4 separate regions of the Mus musculus genome follow, and all the other regions are linked to region 4. The links are chromatin contacts, called in public HiChIP or PLAC-seq maps. All regions are on one chromosome and are shown on one strand. Each heading gives the region's core, a stretch centred on a gene start, on an enhancer-like site or on the middle of the called end of the contact. The rest is flanking DNA. Distances are from core to core; before and after follow the strand shown. Region 1 holds the start of Zfp9 (zinc finger protein 9). Region 2 holds the start of Zfp248 (zinc finger protein 248). Region 3 has its middle 42 kb from the start of Gm30498. Region 4 holds the start of Rasgef1a (RasGEF domain family, member 1A).

What was found. HiChIP or PLAC-seq counts read pairs in DNA pulled down with a chosen protein or histone mark.
Region 1: a contact with region 4 is called in an HNF4G HiChIP or PLAC-seq map of pancreatic cancer cells. The contact joins the promoter of Zfp9 here to the promoter of Rasgef1a in region 4. A contact is called at or near these places in 1 of 484 Hi-C or Micro-C datasets (embryonic stem cells) and 2 of 115 datasets of contacts at active chromatin or transcription factors (embryonic stem cells and pancreatic cancer cells).
Region 2: a contact with region 4 is called in a FOXA1 HiChIP or PLAC-seq map of pancreatic cancer cells. The contact joins the promoter of Zfp248 here to the promoter of Rasgef1a in region 4. A contact is called at or near these places in 1 of 484 Hi-C or Micro-C datasets (embryonic stem cells) and 4 of 115 datasets of contacts at active chromatin or transcription factors (the 230-238 cell line, embryonic stem cells and pancreatic cancer cells).
Region 3: a contact with region 4 is called in an H3K4me3 HiChIP or PLAC-seq map of the 230-238 cell line, with 6 times the contacts expected there. The contact joins the enhancer-like site here to the promoter of Rasgef1a in region 4. A contact is called at or near these places in 1 of 484 Hi-C or Micro-C datasets (the G1E-ER4 cell line), 7 of 115 datasets of contacts at active chromatin or transcription factors (the 230-238 cell line, bone marrow-derived macrophages, embryonic stem cells and 1 more) and 2 of 9 other capture datasets (adipose tissue and liver).

What each region holds. Positions count from the first base shown.
Region 1 is chr6:118,477,908-118,481,171 of GRCm38.p6, reverse strand. It overlaps Zfp9 (zinc finger protein 9), which reads left to right and starts at 1,899. Exons shown (of 6, transcript NM_011763.2): 1 at 1,899-1,966.
Region 2 is chr6:118,454,167-118,457,414 of GRCm38.p6, reverse strand. It overlaps Zfp248 (zinc finger protein 248), which reads left to right and starts at 1,909. Exons shown (of 6, transcript NM_028335.2): 1 at 1,909-1,999; 2 at 2,504-2,738.
Region 3 is chr6:118,348,881-118,351,780 of GRCm38.p6, reverse strand. No RefSeq gene overlaps it. Among named protein-coding and RNA genes, the nearest start is that of Gm30498, 42 kb to the right of the region's middle. Within about 2 kb of position 1,325, at least 24 of the 459 cell types and tissues checked have an H3K27ac peak or open chromatin away from gene starts, as enhancers often do. A contact at or near this core is called in the 230-238 cell line, where this site is marked.
Region 4 is chr6:118,064,802-118,067,727 of GRCm38.p6, reverse strand. It overlaps Rasgef1a (RasGEF domain family, member 1A), which reads right to left and starts at 1,343. Exons shown (of 13, transcript NM_027526.1): 1 at 1,266-1,343. The coding sequence starts at 1,283.

The DNA.
Region 1 (3,264 bases), core at 650-3,149, 410 kb before region 4:
CCATGGAGGCAAAGCAGGCAACTTACTCTAAAGCGACCCCATTTCCTCTTAGGGATGCCCTTCACTCTCTGATCCCTGAGAAGTAGAGTCTCCTGAAAGGCTTACTAGAACCTCAATGGTTATAGAGAATTTGGAATGCTACCAGTTCAGAGTCAAGTTATCGTGGGCCATCTTCAGTGAGTGTACTTGCGCTCCCGCTTGCACACACACACACACACACACACACACACACACACACACACACACACAGTCACGTGACCCAGCACATTAGCACTCCTAAAAGCAATTGATTGCCCTCTGCTATGTGTGAGCTGGCATCTTTGTGACTATCAGGTAAATTACTTGGAGTCTACAACGAGATGGCTGGTCCTCACCAACCCAAGGCTATGAGTGTCATCTGAGAGCGTCTGAGGCCAAGACTTTCCCATTTGGTTTTACCCTGCCCATCTATTGTTTCCGCCAGTGTGTGTGAGTGTCCTCATTGATGACTTCTTCTGTTCTATTACTCTGAAGGCTCTGTGAAGGGACCAAAGAGATGGGGCAGAGGTGACGAGTGCTGGGTCCACTTCCAGAGGACCAGGGGTTCATTTCCCAGTGCCACATTATGGCTCACGACTGATCGTCACTCCAGTTCCAAGGGATCAGATGCCCCCTTCTGGCTTCATCATGCATGTCTCCCACATGATACACAGACATGCAGGCCCAAACCCATATACACAAAATAAAACAGCCCCGGGAAGCAGCTTGCACGTTGGAAAAGGAAATTTGGGGTGCCCTAAGTCTATGTTCCAGGACCATCATTATGTTCAGTTCACAATAACCCCTTAGAGTTATCCCCTTAGAGGCAAGAGCTGTGTTTCTGTGCCAACAATACCTTTATCCTGAACCTTGCAGGCTGTTTGGTCCCCTTGTCTCTTAAGTTGGCCTTTTGAGGACCAGTCAATGAGTCTGAGTCCTTATGGCTGCCCGGGGCTCAGTCGTTGATCTTAAAAGCTCTGGCACCATATATGCTATATGTATACATTTATGTGTAAAAATTGTAACTTTCGTATGAAGAATGTAATATTTCCATATTTCTAAGGTTAGTACAGTGCGGACTAAAGTTATGGCCAAGGACATATACAAGTTGTTTTACATATTCAGGACATCGTTCTTAGTGAGAGGATAAGAATGGCATTCTGCATCGGTAGGATACAACTTTAAAAATTTGGCCAGGGGGAGGCGGGGACTAACATGTAGGGCACTTTACTTGGTGTATTCTTTTGGTTTATATATACTGTACATATTTTTTTAGTTTCTCGCGTTTCGTGTTATCGTTTACATAGTTTTGAAAGGTAGTAATCCTAAGACAAAATTGCAAGCTCCTTGGATGTAAACTTCAAGTATTTAAGCTACCCCACCGTACACACTGCGCACCCTCTGACGGCCTTCTGTCTAACTCCGCAGGGTGCCCATTGCTTGTTCAATCATCCCCTTAAAGATCAGGCCTTAGGGAAGCAGCGCAGCGCTCAACAGTGAGGTACTCAGAGCCAAACTTCATAACGTGATCACACACGGAGTCATCGCGGAGGCTTCTGGAAAGCGTAGTCCAGAAAGGAGGGCCGTTAGGCGCATGGGCAGAGCCCTCGCCTGTCAGCTGAGGAACTTTTGTCCTTCGTCTTGCGGGGGACACCGAGCCCCGCGGCATCCCCCGATTTGAGGGGTTCTCCGATTGCGGCGGGCGGGCGGGCGAGCGAGCACGCGATCCTGTGGGGCGGCGGCGGGAGGAGCGCGCTGGGCGGGCTGAGGAGGGGAGGGGAGGGGAGGGAAGGGGAGGGGAGAGGAGGGGACATCAGCGGGAGGCAGGCGGGTCTGAGCCACCGCCCGGGTGACGTGGCACCCACTCGCCTTGTCCTCCCGCCACGTCGGCGTCCTCCCGCTTCTCAGCCATCCCCGGGCATCTGCAGCGGAGGCCGCTGTCACCGAGGTGAGAATCGCTCAGGGCGCACGGAGCAGGGCAGTCTTGCAGAGTGCTGTGGAACAAGCAGGGCGGGCTGCTGCTTTTCCAGCAGAGCCAGGTCCTTTCATCTGGGCCCCTCAAAGCTGTTCACAGAGGCTGTTTGGTTTACCCAGTACCTGCGGGTGGTCGTAATCCTCTATTGTTTAACTCTGCCGGGCTTGTCTCTTCCACGCAGTCCTGTCTGCGTCTGCTTTCCGTGCAGCCGCTGAGGACACAGCCTTGAAGCATACTTGATCATACCTGGAGTCTTCTATTCCTAAAACTCCTCCAGCCTCCTCTGGATCCCTTAGTGTGAGAGATTAATTAAGGCTCTCCCTCCCCATATCCCTCAGCTATCCTTTGTTAGACTGTTGAACAGTTATTTGGAAGTACAGTATTGCTTTTTAAAAAAAGGTCTTTCAGTATTAAATTTTCCTGAGAATCTGGGAATTATATACACTCACCCTCTAAGGGAATAGAAGTAAAACAGATTGGGGGTGGGGTGTCGATCTGGCCTTGGAGCTCCAGACTAGTTTGGAGCTGTTGAAACTCCTGCCTCAGCCTCCAGGATGCTGGGTTTACAGGTGTGTGCCACCCCGTCCAGCAGAGACAGATCTAAAAGATGAGAACTGTTGTTCATTTGTGTTCTCTGTTACGAAGGAGATTTCCTAAGGCTGATGATTGGCGCATTTGTATCTGGCCTTATACATTAGGCCTTTGGTATGCACCCGGCTGACTGGAATTAAGCATTTGGTTTTTTGTTTGTTTGTTTTTGTTTTTAATCTATATACACGATATACCTTTTTAGGGAATATGGTACTAAAACTGTTGTCTAATTAATTAATGACTTTATTTATGTATTTATTTGAAATAATGTCTCACTATGTAGTCCAAGCTGGTCTAGCTCTCGTTCTATAGCTTAAACCAGCCTTAATCTTGCTATCTGCCTGCCTCGGCCTTTACAGTGCTGGGGCTAGAAGTGTGCCTCACTCCATGTGGCTTCAAATTGCTATTTTTGAAGGTAATTTTGTTTCAAAGCTTCATTTGTTTCAAAGCTAGATTTGGCAGCCATGCAACAGTTCATTAAGATGTAATTTAATTTCACCCCACCCCCCTGTTTCAGCCTGTTTTGAGAGGCCAGTCAATTACAGGGATCTAAACCTGTTGTGTGGCTGTCAAGGCTTGACCGGAGGCTGCACAGAGGGTTATTCACCATGATTTAATTCCTTTCACTTTAAGAATAATAGCATTGAAACTAAGTCCCAATGCCGGTAGCAGACATAGCA
Region 2 (3,248 bases), core at 660-3,159, 390 kb before region 4:
AATTCAGAAGCCACGTTAAAACCTACTTGTATTTATTTGGAATTCTGGGGAAGGTAAAACTATATAGTACAGAGAATAAATCAGCCTATAGGGAGGATGGGGAGGGAGCAAAGTAGACAGAATGACAGTCATCGAGAACAAACTAAATACACAAGTTCATACTAATGTAGGTAACGCTGGATGAACCAACAAGAGCAATGAGATGCTTCATCTCAAGTATCCTGAAGCAATGGAGGACAGGATGGAGAAGCCATTATGAACTGGGAGAGACTAAGAAGGCTTGGTGCCTTCAGGGACTTCTGGTATTTTTGGATTTGTTCCTGGAGCAAAAATAGAAAAATCACTGGAGAAGGGAGAGTTGAATAAATCCTATAGTTTACTTCTTTTCATAATAAGTGTTCCTCAGAGACATCATCTGCTCACTTGAGTTAAATATGTGTGAACACTATGTTGATCTGTTTTCCCCCTAAGATTTGAGGTTCATGCAGCCCATGTGGGCCTTGAACTGTCTATGTAGCGAGAGACCAACATCTTTCTGGGGATGGTCAGCCTGGCCCAGCAGAAGCAGCTATCCTTTTAATGCTATTCAGCACTAGGGTTGTGGCTTCTCTCTCTTTTATCCAGAGAATATTCATGATGATGATCTTTTAGTTTAGACTACTTTCCAGGATTTTATATAAATTTGTTTCACATTCACAAACTAATTAGTTAGTTAAAATATTACATAATTTTCCCCTTCCCTGTCCTCCCTTCTACCTCTACCCTATATCTAACTCCCCTTTCTCCACAGCCTTTTTTCTTTAACCACTCTTTTTACACACACACACACACACACACACACACACACACACACACACACACAAATAGAAACTTCTGCATCCCTCAGTGTTGCCTGCAGGTGTATGCCTTTGGGGACTGACTGACCACTTGGTATTGGACAACAACTCATGGGGCTCACCCCTGGGGAAGACTAATTCTCTCTCTCTCTCTCTCTCTCTCTCTCTCTCTCTCTCTCTCTCTCTCTCTCTGTGTGTGTGTGTGTGTGTGTGTGTGTGTGTGTGTAGTTGCTGATTGTCTGCAATTCTTCATCTTGGGATGCCAGGAGAGAAGCGAGGCCTATAGCACGAGGCTAGTGAGATCATGAATCTTATAGGAAACCCTACCACTGCCACTGTCCCAAAGTAGCACAATTCATAACTACATTCCCTATACGTATCATTATACCCACAGGTAAGCGTAGCTCTCATCCCTTAACAAAGACATTCTTTTTACAGCAGTTAGAGACCATTACCGAAGGACACACCTTGTCAAAATACAGTGAGCAACTGAGGGAAGAGTTCTCAGCCCAACTGATATAACACTCCTCCACCTAAGGCTCGAGCAATGCTGCAGAAGACCTGGTAGAGATTTTAAGAGCCAGAGGATAGGGAAGTCTGATGTGAGATTGTGTCTTGTAGCTAGGACAGGGAAGCCACGCCTATGAAATCTCAGCAAAGTGACCAAGTCCTGAACTATTCCAACACCAGTTGACATTCCAACATAATTTTTAACACATCTTTCCTTCTTTTTGAGTGTAGAAAATATATTAATTTGATCCCCAGTCCCCAGGGTAGTGACAGAAGGCTGGCGCTAGATAGAATAAAGATACAGAAAACTGTCGCGGTGTACCAGAAAGTCCCATCCTGGGAAATGAGTCTGACAAGGTCGTGTTTACACTGCAAACACCTTTACTTCTTACATAAAGTAACCCTGGTTTCTAGACGCCTTCAACAGCATCATTTTACAATACAGAGTGAGACAGGAGCTGACTCCGTTTTCCAGGCAACAGTCCTTCTTCCAACACTGGACGTGGAGACCCCACTACGAGCACCGTTGGGCGCACCGCCCCTTCCTCTGCGCATGCGCAAACTGCAGTCCTGCTCCTGGTCCATCCGTGGCCTCGCGTACCTCCTGGGAAACAACTCCTGGCCTTCGGCACGGTGCACTGCAGGAGCGGCGGGTGAGCCTTAGACAGCATCAAGGGCGGAGGGTTCTGGGAGCTCGGGCCATCCTGGTCGCTGTTGGCAGCAACCAGGGACCAGCGGGGTGGAGGGCTGTATGGGGAAACGCCGGGGTGCGCTGGGACTCCATGGCTCGGGCTTGCGGGATCCGGATAGTCCCGCACTTCTGCAGAGCTAATCTAGGGCCTCTAGCTCGTGCTACGCCTGCGCATTTTGCCCACTAGGCGGGGAAGATGCGGGGTGGTTGGGCGGAACCCTGAGGAGTTGACTCACGCATGGCGCGAGCGTGACGCGGTGACGCATCCGTTCTCTGGCTGCTGGGGCTAGATGCTGGGATGTGGGGGGCGAGCGGGTAAGCCAGGTCCCGAGTGAATGAATTACTGGGACAGAATAACCTACCCGAGACTCGGTTTCCTTTTGTGCACAGTGTGACTATTACGAATACTTGCTGCAATTTTCTTTTCTTTTCTTTTTTCTTTTTCTTTTTTTTTTTTATTTTTAAGCTACTACTAGGGAGCCCACCCTCGCAGGGGGCCTTTGGACTGGTCCCTAGGGCGCAGTGTTTGGAGTGGAAGAGGAAAGTGGTTAGCTAGCCACCAAACCTCCTGCCCCCTCACACACCCGGGATCCCAGTTCTGAATTTGGTTCTCGCTCATGTGTTTTGTGAAAATGACAGTGTCCTGAAACCATGGAAGACTGTGTGCTCGCCGAAAGTCTGGGACAAGTTTAAGGAGAGAGGTGAGCTGGAGTTGAGAGAGATGGGTGCATACAGGCTGCACATGGAATGCTAGTTCTTGGAAAACGATTGGGAGTGAAAGGCTCACAGGTCCGGAATTGCTATCACTGCCCCTACCTCCACATCTTATGCATCCCTCCTACCTGGTTAACTGTGGAGAGGCGGTCCCTTAGACTCTTGACTCATGTGAAGGTGGCATGTAGGGACACGCTTGCTATTATGGCCATATGTTTCCATCGGACAGTAGTGTAGGTGGGTCCTGAGAATCTCAACATCTTGCAGGTTTTTAGTGACACAACCGGGGCCTGCAGATGGCTGTATATTTTGTCTCTTTGAGGTGCAAGTTTCTTATCAAGCGATCGTTTTGAGAATTGTAAGCAAGCAACTTGGAATGTAAGCAAATACATTTTGAAATTTTTATCTTGCCTTAAAAGCCCCGTTCATTTCCTTGACTTACCTGACTTCAAGGGATTAATGGTGTTAGATTTAACAAAACCTCCTGATTCCCACCG
Region 3 (2,900 bases), core at 76-2,575, 280 kb before region 4:
TGTTGGTTTGTGTGTGTGTGTGTTTAGGTCTTTGTTGTGTTTTGAACGTCTGTTGGGAAGCATGTGTCTCCTAATTTATAGCTTTTGCTCATTATTCCAATTTTTAAAATTTTGAATTTTGGACATAATTACTGTATTTATCTAATTTTGACTCCTATTTCATACCCCTCAACTTCACTATGACCCCTCACCCTATTTCCTCTCAAACTTTTGACTTCAATTATTACTGTTGCATACTTATGCAACACACACACACAATATATATATATATATATATATATATATATATATATATACACACACACACACACACATATATATATAAAAGCTGTCACATGCGTTTAGTGTCGCTCATCTGTGTACGTGTTTAGGGCTGACCACTTGGGATGGATAGCCTGTAAAGAGGTGTGTCTCCTGATTCCCCCTCTCTGAGCAGCTAACATCTAGGTAGGGGTGGGGCCTTGTGAGGTTTCCCCCATCCGCACTGGAATGTCAGCTGGTGCTGTGGCTGACCCAGGACCACCTCTAGACTTCACAGCTGAACTTTCTTATCACCTATAGAAGATACCACCCACAACCAGAAGTCCAGAGACCTCACAACTTTCCTTTGTTTTATTCACTGTGAGTCCTCCGGGTGGCGTTGTCTTCCCTTGCATTTCTACTTATGACAGAAGTCAACTGCAGTAACAAAAGTGACAGTTTGACAGCACTCCCAGTGTTAGTACCTTGGCAGGAGAGAAGATACTATTTATCAGGTTGGGAAAAAGGGTTGGATGTCTCACAAACCAATACAAGTTACAAGAGGATCAATCGAACATTTAAAAGGCAAAAATGTACATACTAAGGGAAAAGATAAATAATTCTTAAAATTAAAAAGCTTAAAAAATTAAAAACATTAAACAAAATATATATGTATATAAAAACTGAACATTAAAATAAAAGGTTAAAGAATAGAAACATATAAGCACAAATGACTGGTAAAATGAAATAGCTAATAAACTGCAATAAGTATCATATTCTCTGTCAGCTCTTCCTGGTTGGGGACGAGTCCACCCCTTGTATCTTCATTAGTTCTGACCATCAGGACAGCGCATGGAGTCCCATACACTTCCCCCCTGCTCCCCCCCACCCCCACCCCCGGGAGGCTCAGCGAGCCTCAGCTTCCGACTTCCTTACCACAATCCCCACAGTTTGTGTGTCTGGGGTCTGTGGCTTTGATCTGAGAGAAACAACACATTTATGGTTCTGCCCTGTACTTCCTGTGGTTCTTGCTCCACAGGGCCAAAACGGAGGCGAAGGGATGTGGCTGTGTAGTGAGCAGATCTCTCGCCCTTTCTCCGGAGCTGTGTGCGTGGGTGCTGAAGACTGCCCTTCACCTTGGAGGTCCCGAGAGCTCTCCTGTTGCAGGAGGGTCCATTCCTGCGGTGCCCAGGTCTGATCATTTTCTCTGCGGTATGACGGGGTGGTGTTGTGGGTATTGGAGAACTCTCAATTTCAAATCCCTGGCGCTTGCTGAAGTCCTGCTGGAGGCAGCTCTGCCTTTGACTTGGGCCCCAGCAGGTGAAGCCTTAGAGCACAGAGAATCCTGACAGAGGGCCCCAGACACCTGGGCCTTGCACTTCTTAGCAGAGCTTGTCTCTTAGCCAGAATCCACCTTCTGGCGCTGCTGCCAAGGAGTTCTTCACATTCATACCCGTCATCTGCTCCCTCGTTTTACAGATTGCATATTTATGGTTTTGTATCCTTCCATTTGGATCAGTCCTCTGTATTCTTGTTTTTCTTCTCATTTTGACTCTTTCACTAACTCACACTGAGGCAGCCTCTGGTCTGTCATCTTACCAGAACCCTGTCTAGGTGTTGTCTTTCAGAATTGGAAGTGAATCCTTGCCTCCAAGCCCTCCTTTCTTTCCACATGTCTGTTGACAGGTGCTGTGAGTCTGGGGTCTGTCGCCATGCACAGCTCCATGGCTCTCTCTTGCTGCTGCCAAGAGAGAATATTGTTCTGTGTATTTAGCATCAGCAACACTATGGCCAAGGGAGGCTGTTTGGTGCAATCTAGAGGCCTTCTGTACCGGGAATAGTATCTCTTTCTTTGACTTTTTAAAAATGAAAGCCATGACCTTGCCGAAACTCTTTTCCACCCCTTTTGAATGCAACTTGTGTCTTCTGATGGCTGTGAATTGTAGATTTTTTTTAATGGTGTGCTATATATCTTGAAAGTACCATTAGTTATGAATTCACCTTTACCCTTGTTTGACTGTCACACTGTCCACCATGTCTCCATCTCAGCTGTGCTGGCTTCCTTTCCTCATAGCTTTTATTTCCATTCCTGGGTTTTCATTCCCTGGGTTTCACATTGGTTCTTCTACGATGAGTCTGTCTCGTGGTGGAACTCCCCTATCATCTGGCATTGACTTCATTTGTTTTCTCCTGGAATTCATTCAGGAGTTTGTCTTCTTTGACTCCTTTGCATGTACTTAACGATCACTCTTCCAAGTTCTTTGGGATTTCCAGTTCGTTAGAAGACATTACCGTGGTACCAATAAATTTTGGAGACGTCACGGTGTATTGATATTTCCTGTTTCTTATTATCACACTGGGATGTATCTGTGCAGGTTATTTCTTTGCTCGGGTTTCATTGATCAGTTGAATCCTTCCAGTTGAAGGTGAGGCTGAGTTGTAGCAGAGTTGAGGTTTGTGGCTCAGAAGTTAGGTCTTCAGTTAAGATGATCTCCGTGTTGGCCACAGGAGCAGCCAGAGCAGCTGGATGTGCCCATGACTCCAACATCAGAGTAGCCAGTAACAACACAGCACAGCAATGCCAGCTTCAGAGAGTGCTGAAAGATAAACAAGTGCGGTGTGGTGTTAACTAGAGTCTGGATTACTGAGGTTAGAGTGTA
Region 4 (2,926 bases), core at 94-2,593:
GATACCAGAATCATCCTTCCTGATGCACTCCTGCTGTGGGCTACTCCTCTACGTTCATCTTTAGTCCTTTCTGCCATGTAACTTAGTCTGTATATTACTCACTGTGGAGGTGCTCAACCTTCCTAATGTTGCGACCCTTTAATGCTGTTCTTCGTGTTGTGCTGAGCCCCAGCCATAAAATGTATTTCGCTGATACTTCATAAGTATAATTTTGCTACTGCTATGAATTATAATGTAAATATCTGACATGCAGGCTATCTGAGAGGCAACCCCTTGAAAGGGTCGTTTAACCCCAAGGGGTCTTGACCCACAGGTTAAGAACCAATGATTTTCTGGCACCCAGATGAGCTCTGTGAGGATAAGAACTGTTGCCTGCTTAGTTCTCTGCAAACCACAGTGCCAGCGCATAGCAGGTGCTTAATAAATGTGCATTGTCTGTCCTACATCTTCAGCCCATTAATGTTGGCTCCTCATCTCCACTCTTCCAAATCAATGGTCTGCACTGGGTCTGGTCTAGACAGGTCTGTGTACTGCTCCTGAATCCCACTGCCCACTATGGCTCAAAACAGCTAGAAAGGTGCAGTGGTGGCTCAGGCCCAGGGTTAATTTTAGGGAGATTCTCAGCCTTCCCCTCACTAGGCACTCTTCTCTTTAAACACATGACATTTGAGAATGCACAGGCACAGCCTTGCCCCCACACCTGCCTCCTCTTAACGGCTCTCACTTAAGCCTCCCATATATAAACACGTCCTCTCTCCCGCCCACACATCGCACATACAAGCGCACACCTCCCACATGATCAACCACTCCATCACAGACCGCCCCCACTCCAAGCACTTATGGAGTAAACAGTGGTTCTGAGCCCAAGGATAGGGGAAATTCCAAGATCGCCACTGCTTTTTACAAGTCTGCTCTGTCCAGGACAGCCCTTTGCTTTCTCTTCTGCCGCACCCGGACCCTGCTGCGAAACACCCCACCCCACCCCCACCCCCTGCAGGTTTTCAAGTGGCGCTTTACAGCGGAGCCGCTGGTGTCAGCAGAGGCTAGGAAGGCAGCAGCTGCACCTTGGGCGAGGCCCAAGTGGCGGCAGGTGTCCGGGCAGGGACAGGAGAGAGAGTTGCCCTGGTTGTCCTGGGGGCGAGCACCCTCCTGGCCGCGCTTCCCAAGCTCTGGGGCACAGAAACCTTAACCTTGCGGTCCTGCTGTGGTCAAGACACTGCCCTGGAGTGCTCCTAACCCGCAGTCCCGCACTGCCACAACCCTACCTGGGGCTCCAGAAACATCCTGGCTACAGCTCCCGCTACCGGACCCGCAGGCGGTGTAGAAGCCCGACTACCCTCCGGGGCTGAGCCAGTGCCGCCCAAGCCCGGGGACTTCCCTCCCGTGACCCAGCCACCTCCCGCCCGGGGCGGGGCTGGCGAGCCTCGTGAACAAGACCCTGGGAGGAGCACTAGCAAGGGACAGGGCGAGGCACAGTGAGGCGTGAGCACCCGCAGGGTTTGTGGTGCTAGGTTTGGGAATGGCGTAAGGGTCAAGGCTCTGGGCTCTGGGCGGGGTGGGTCGTCTTGCTGGTGAAGTCCAGGAAGGAGAGGGGAGGGGAGGGGAGGGGAGGGCCAGGAAGGGTCCCAGACTCCTCCTTGGAGACTGAACGCTACAGAGCTACCGCAGGTGCCCAAGCAGCGCTTAGTTCAGATGCTTCCCCTGCCGGGCGGGCGCTCGCTCCACACAGCTGTAGTCTGAAGTGTCTTGAATCCTCAGTCCTTCTATCATCCCCAGAACGCCAGGGATACAGCAGCTGCTGTCGTGGAAGGGCTAATCCGAGTAAGGGATATGCCTGGTGCCTGTCTCTGAGGATCTATCTCACCTCACCCCCACCCCCACCCCACTCCCTGCACTAGGAAAGAATCCTGTCAGGTGCCTCCCACCGCAGCTCCAGCTCTTAGAGTTTAGATGGCAGCGGTGGGCTGAAATGAAGAATGCCCTCTCTGGGGATCTGAAACTAAGGAAGCAGATAGAGGCTGGGAGGGCAGAGAGAGCTGGGCCAGGTTCTAGGAGTCAAAGCTGCTCTCAGCTGGAACCATAGACCATAGACGGGGCAGAGGATGCCCAGGGGGGATTAAACAATCCTATGAGAGCACACAAGCAAGCCATGGTCCCTAATGGAGACTGATGACCCGGACTTTACCCCACCCTGTCTGATCTCTGCCCAGCGGCCTGAGGGAGCACACTTCTCTCCTGCCATCTCCCTTCCCCTCTTTCTCCATCAGCTCTCTTAGCACAAAGATCCATCAGCAGACAGACTCTTGGGTAGTTAGTTCAGTCTTGTGGAACTCTGAATGTTGGGCTCATTCCCTTGTCTCCTAGGAGGACCCAGGCCCTCTGGGCTCTGCCTCCCCTGACGTCTCTACCAGCTCGCACTGTCGCTGGACCCCACCTTTCTTCTCAGGGGTCTCAGAGCCCATAGTATTTATTCCCTCCTGGAACAGCTCCACAGATGGCGGGGAGGAGGGTGCATCAGCTTTCACACAGGGCCCCCCTCTTCCAGCCCTGCATCTTGTTCCAGGGGATGCAAAGCTCACAGTGACCTCTGCTGGCGAATCTTGTCAAGACCCACCTAGACCCTCGGGTGCTGGGCCCTTGCTAGGCTCAGGTCATTCCTTCAGACTGCTCTTCTAATACCAAGAGAAACAAAACTGGAGTTCTACTTCTAGGAAGTTACCTGTCCCTGCCTTCTTTAGCCCTGTTCCTTGACCCTCTAGGACACCTGGGTCCTAAGAGGGTGATGGCATTTCTCCCACATGCACAGTTAACAAGCCAGTTGCCACCTGCTCCAGAGCAAGCTTTCCCCAGGGAGCCTATCTAGTCCCATCTCTGGCAGACATGGATGAAGCTGTCTGTCACAAGTCTGACCTCAGCATGCATATAT